2 separate regions of the Danio rerio genome follow, and region 2 is linked to region 1. The links are chromatin contacts, called in public Micro-C maps. All regions are on one chromosome and are shown on one strand. Each heading gives the region's core, a stretch centred on a gene start, on an enhancer-like site or on the middle of the called end of the contact. The rest is flanking DNA. Distances are from core to core; before and after follow the strand shown.

The links. Hi-C and Micro-C count contacts between places; a contact is called where the count stands out from the background.
Region 2: a Micro-C map of caudal fin shows a contact between it and region 1, with 1.7 times the contacts expected there. The contact joins two enhancer-like sites. A contact is called at or near these places in 2 of 18 Hi-C or Micro-C datasets (caudal fin and hematopoietic stem cells).

The regions. Positions count from the first base shown.
Region 1 is chr2:10,857,820-10,860,522 of GRCz12tu, forward strand. All of the region lies in intron 2 of scinlb (scinderin like b), which reads right to left. Among named protein-coding and RNA genes, the nearest start is that of scinlb, 15 kb to the right of the region's middle. Within about 2 kb of position 1,337, at least 7 of the 62 cell types and tissues checked have an H3K27ac peak or open chromatin away from gene starts, as enhancers often do. A contact at or near this core is called in caudal fin, where this site is marked.
Region 2 is chr2:10,903,208-10,905,910 of GRCz12tu, forward strand. It overlaps ccdc18 (coiled-coil domain containing 18), which reads right to left. Exons shown (of 28, transcript NM_001365136.1): 25 at 1,482-1,619; 26 at 1,194-1,406. Among named protein-coding and RNA genes, the nearest start is that of scinlb, 30 kb to the left of the region's middle. Within about 2 kb of position 1,339, at least 4 of the 62 cell types and tissues checked have an H3K27ac peak or open chromatin away from gene starts, as enhancers often do. A contact at or near this core is called in caudal fin, where this site is marked.

The DNA.
Region 1 (2,703 bases), core at 87-2,586:
GACGAAGTGCCCTTCAGTGCATGAAGGGATAATGTTTCATGCAATGCTGCTATTATTGTTTAATTTGTATTTTAATGATCAAACATCTGATCAGTTTTGCATAGGTCAATTCATGCTGTAAAATGTCACGTCATTTCATTTCCAAATAAAAAAAAACAATGACTATACTACCTAATTAAAGTCTTGCCGCCTGACTTCTGGATAATCAATTGGTATCAGAAATGGTTTATATGAAGGCCCCTAGAATACGCTAATTTTACCAAAATGAAATATGATCAAAGAAAGTGTTCTTGCAGGACTTGCAGAGTTCATCAAGATTCTTTAGATTCATCTTCAATGCACCCTCCTTCATATTACCCAAAACATGCTCAATAATGTTAATATCTGGTGACTGCGCTGGCCAATCCTGGAGCACCTTGTGCTTCTTTGCTTTCAGGAACTTTAATTTGGAGGCTGAAGTATGAGAAGGAGCTATCCTGCTAAAGAATTTCCCCTTTCCTGTGGTTTGTAATGTAATGGGCAGCACCAATGTCTTGATACCTCGGGCTGCTGAATGTAACCCCAAACCATGATTTTTTCCTTCACCAAACTTAACTGATTTCTATAAGAATCTTGGGTCCATGTGGGTTCCAATAGATCTTCTGCAGTATTGGTGATGATTGAGATGCAGTTCAACAGATGATTCATCAGAAAACTCTACCTTCTAGAAGTCAAGTTATTATTTGTTGCTCTTACAACTGGGATCAACGACAAGACTTTTGTCAGATAGTGTATATTTGTTAAACCAAAACCACTACTAAAATACATTTAAAAAGTATTAAATCTGATCTGATGCTACTTTTAAAACATTCCCCTGCTTCTTTATCAAGCAATCTCATTTAATTGGCCCCAAAACACCAAACTATAACACTGGCGATGGGTTTCTTCTCCTTGCTGGAAGCTTCTGTCTGTAAAAAAAATAATGTCCTACAGCTTACAGGAAAACTTAAACTGAGCTCTCCTGCCAAGCAGCATTGGCAGTCTATATATGTTTTGGTAAAATAATCACCAAGTGAAAACCCCAACGAGGCCACATGGAGCACATTATGTATTTTTTCCACTCCGTGTCCTCAAATAAACCTTTTCTTCTCACACTAATGCTGCAGTCAAGCGTCTGAGAACAACCATGATTTGGAGCGAGTCTGCCAGCATAGCTAGTGCATTTAACCCACTGGGTGGAACAGAAACCACACCTCAGTGATCATTCTCAGAAACTAAACAGGACACACACCGGTCTCAGCAGTCTGAAAGCCAACGTTTGATATACTGCCACATAAACAAGAGAAGACACACTGGATTCTGTTGAGGTGAGTAAGTGCCACAAAGTGAAGAATGCCATCCATACTGTACACTGAACATAGTTCTCCTCAGGGGAAGGAGGATTGCTATTTATGCAATTAGTCTATGACTCAGCATACTGCTTATTTACAAGAACATTATCAGCAATTTTTAACCTTGTTATATTTAATAACACATTGTTCTGTGTGGAGTTTGCCTGTTCTCCCTGTGTTGGCATGGGTTAACTCTAGCTGTTCCAGTTTACCACAGAGTAAAAGACATGCACAGAATTAAATCAACTAAATTGGCCGTAGTATATGAGTGTGAATGTTAGAGTGTATGGGTGTTTCCTAGTACTGGGTTGCAGCTCTGGGTTGTTCTCCCCGTGTTTGTGTGGGGTTCCTCCCGGTGCATCGGTTACAGTCCAAAGACATGTGGTATAGGTGAATTGAATAAGCTAAGTTATGCGTAGTGCATAAGTGTCTGTGTTTTCTAATGTTGGGTTGCAGCTGGAAGTGCATCCGCTGTGTAAAACATATACTGGATAAGTTGGTGGTTCGTTCTGTTGTGGTGACCCCTGATGAATAAAGAGACTAAGTTGAAGGTGAATGAATGAATGAATGAATGAATGAGATACAGTATCAATACATTATAAAAAATTCTGGGTTGTCATAATCCAAAGTTGGGTCAAATATGGATAAAACTAACCATTGGGTAAAAAGTGTTTTATTATTATTATTTAATTTAATTGAAAAAAATGTCCATATTTGACCCAACCAGCATTTTTTTAGTGTGTATTGCTGTTGCACCAATGTCGGACTACAGTGAGTGTGAAACTGATATTCAACATTTGGTGGAGTTAAGATTACACAGGTGTTTGCAAACCTGTTTTTGCATTTTTCACAGAAGATACATTTTGCATAAGCTGCATCAATTTTCTGAGAAACATCTGTCTCACTACCTTGCATACAGCATATATACCAGGGGTGTCAAACATAGGGGCCGCGGGCTAGATCAGGCCCACAAACGGGTTTAATCCAGCCCGCGAGATGATTCTGTAAAGAATAAAAATGAGCTGCAAGTTTTCAATAAAAGAAACTGCTGTTCCAATTGTGTCCACTGGATGCAACAGCATAAAAGCAAACTGTTCATTTCATCCGATCCAGAAGCCTGAATCACTGCCTTTTCAGAGAGAAAGACCACTATGCCCTGCCATTTGACACTAAGGTGTTCTCACGAGAACAGGTAAGTATTTTCCGATTTGCCAGTTTAGTGGCTATTTCGTACAAGTTCAGTCATATGAAAATGAACCATTTAAAAAAAAAAGGCGTGGCAATCAAACACACCCCTAAACCACAGGTGTCAAACTCAATTCCAAAAGGGCCG
Region 2 (2,703 bases), core at 89-2,588, 45 kb after region 1:
TAACTAGGCAGGTTAGGGTAATTAGGCAAGTTATTGTATAACAATGGTTTGTTCTGTAGACTATCGAAATAATATATAGCTTAAAAGGGCTAATAATTGTGACCTTAAAATGGTCTTAAAAAGATTATAAACTTATTTCAGCCGAAATAAAATAAACAAGACTTTCTCCAGAAGAAAAAAAAAAATCAGACATACTCTGAAAATTTTCTTGCTCTGGTAAACATCATTTGGGGGAAAAAAAAAAAACAATTCAAAGGGGGGGCTAATAATATTCACTGTATATATATATACATACTATATATTATATATATATTTTTTAAACTGTATATAATTATTGTTTTATTTATATTAAAATGTAATATATATATTTATTTATTTTTATTGCCAAATTATCCACAAATTTCTGAGAATAACCACCACAAAGTCATTTTTATAGCAAAAAATGTGAAAAGTAAGGGTGTCTGAAAATTAAACAGTTTCTGTTTGTTTTATCATTACACTTTTCTTTTCTGAATACTGTTACTACTCCGAGGTTACTTATTATTGTGGTGTAAGAACTACATGTTTACAAAATTGTAAGTATTTGTTGTGATATGACTAGTGTGAACTAATTACAGAAATATGTACGTTGCAGAGAGAAGCAGGTCACTGTGGATCTATAAACCAATTGCATTTATATTTGCATATATGTGTATTTATAATTTATATTATTATTATTATTATTATTATTATTATTATTACTACTACTACACACTTTAAATATAAATGACATTTTTATTTTACAGCAAAACATTACAATGGTCATTTTAAAAGTCTGTAAAAATATTACAAATATAATATTACAGATAAATATTAACAGTTTGTATAAACTTACAAAATGTTCACTTAATATTAATAATTAGTTAGAATTTGTCCAAATTCTGCAAAATAAATAAATAAATAAATAACAAAGAAAATTTTAAATCTATTTTTTTAAAACTTTTTTTTAATAAGATTTTATTTATTGTAAGTGCTGTAAGTTTCTCAATAAAATTGTATTTATTGTAAGTGCTTTCCTTGCACTAAATGTACTAAACTTAAGTGTAAAAAACTTTTATACGAGCCTTGGGATAAACAGTTCATCAAGTTTGCATTGTTTGCATTAAATTGTTTTCTGAAATGAAGTTGATCACACCCTACAATGAGTCACGCACCTTGATAAGCAGGTTCTCATTAGCATTCTGCAGGAGCTGTTCTTTGTTGTGAAGCTCAGCGTGTAGGCGCGCAGAGGTAGACCTGGCCTCCTCCAGCTGATCTCTGGCCTGTTGCAGCCGCTGGCTCAGCTGCTCCCCAGAGTTACGCAAACTGCTGGAGATCTGATCCGACACCATCAGCAGCTGCCCACGCGTCTGCTGCAGGGCTGAAAGCTGTGAGAGTGAAAAAGAAAGGGTCAGGTCCAGCAAAACAGACCAGCCAGAACCAAGATGAAACTTTCTGTGCACCTCTTTGCGGTGCTCTTCCCTCTGCTGCTCAAGCTCCTGCTGCAGAGTGGAAACACTGGCCTGGAGTCTGACCTCGGCTTGTGCGGAGCGTTTCTCCATCACACACAACTCCTCTCGCAGCTGACCCACTTCATTCTCCTGCAGAAAAACAACAAGAGGGTTAAAAAATGCAACGAGAGGCGCCTCACGAAAAGAAAACTAAACAATGAACTTTCCTGGAATGGTGCGTCAGAGCTTGTGATATTACACATATCTGTTCTTAAAAAAACGTAAAGTTATGTAGGCGTGAAATATGGCCTAAGGTGCCGATTTCAGTTCTGCAAATGCAATATGGCTCTGCATTAACGTACAGGGCATTCAATGTATCAATGGTCTTGACACTGGAGGGTTGTTGCTAAAAGGGATACAGCTCCAGGCAGAAGTTAACAAGAACTATTTACTTACTTTACTATTATTTGTTCAATTAACCATTACATTGTGTTTATTAACATCTCCCTCATACCCCAACCCTAAACCTAAACAGAAACATAACAATAGTCATTGTTGTACAGCGTCTCAAAAATACCGCTGTATTGACTGTTAGTACTAAATTTAGTTATAGTAACTAATAACCATAACTTTTATGAATTTGATTGCAATGCAATAGTGTGCACCATTTGTAAAGCTGCTTTAAAATAATAATTATTGTGAAAAGTGCTAAACTTGAATTAAATTGAGGGCTGCATGGTGGCGCAGTGGGAAGCACGATCGCTTCACAGCAAGAAGGTCGCTGGTTCGAGCCTCGGCTGGGTCAGTTGGCTTTTCTGTGTGGAGTTTGCATGTTCTCCCCGTGTTCGCATAGGTTTTCTCCAGGCTGCTCCGGTTTCCCCCACAAGTCCAAAGACATGTGCTCTTGGTGAATTGGGTGAGATAAAATTGTCCATATTGAATGAGTGTGCATGGATGTTTACCAGTGATTGGTTGTGGCTGGAAGGGCATCCGCGGTGTAAAACATATGCCGGATAAGTTGGCAGTTCATTCCACTGTGGCGACCCCAGATTAATAAAGGGATTAAGCCGAAAAGAAAATGAATGAATGAATGATTTGAATTGAATTGAATGTCTTCACCTCCAAGTATCCTCAGCTGTATCTACTCTAGACTTTTCATGCTGGAGCGCATGACATCAGGTACTTTTTCCGCACAGAGTTGATGTTTTTTCAACTGCAGGCACACAAAGCACTC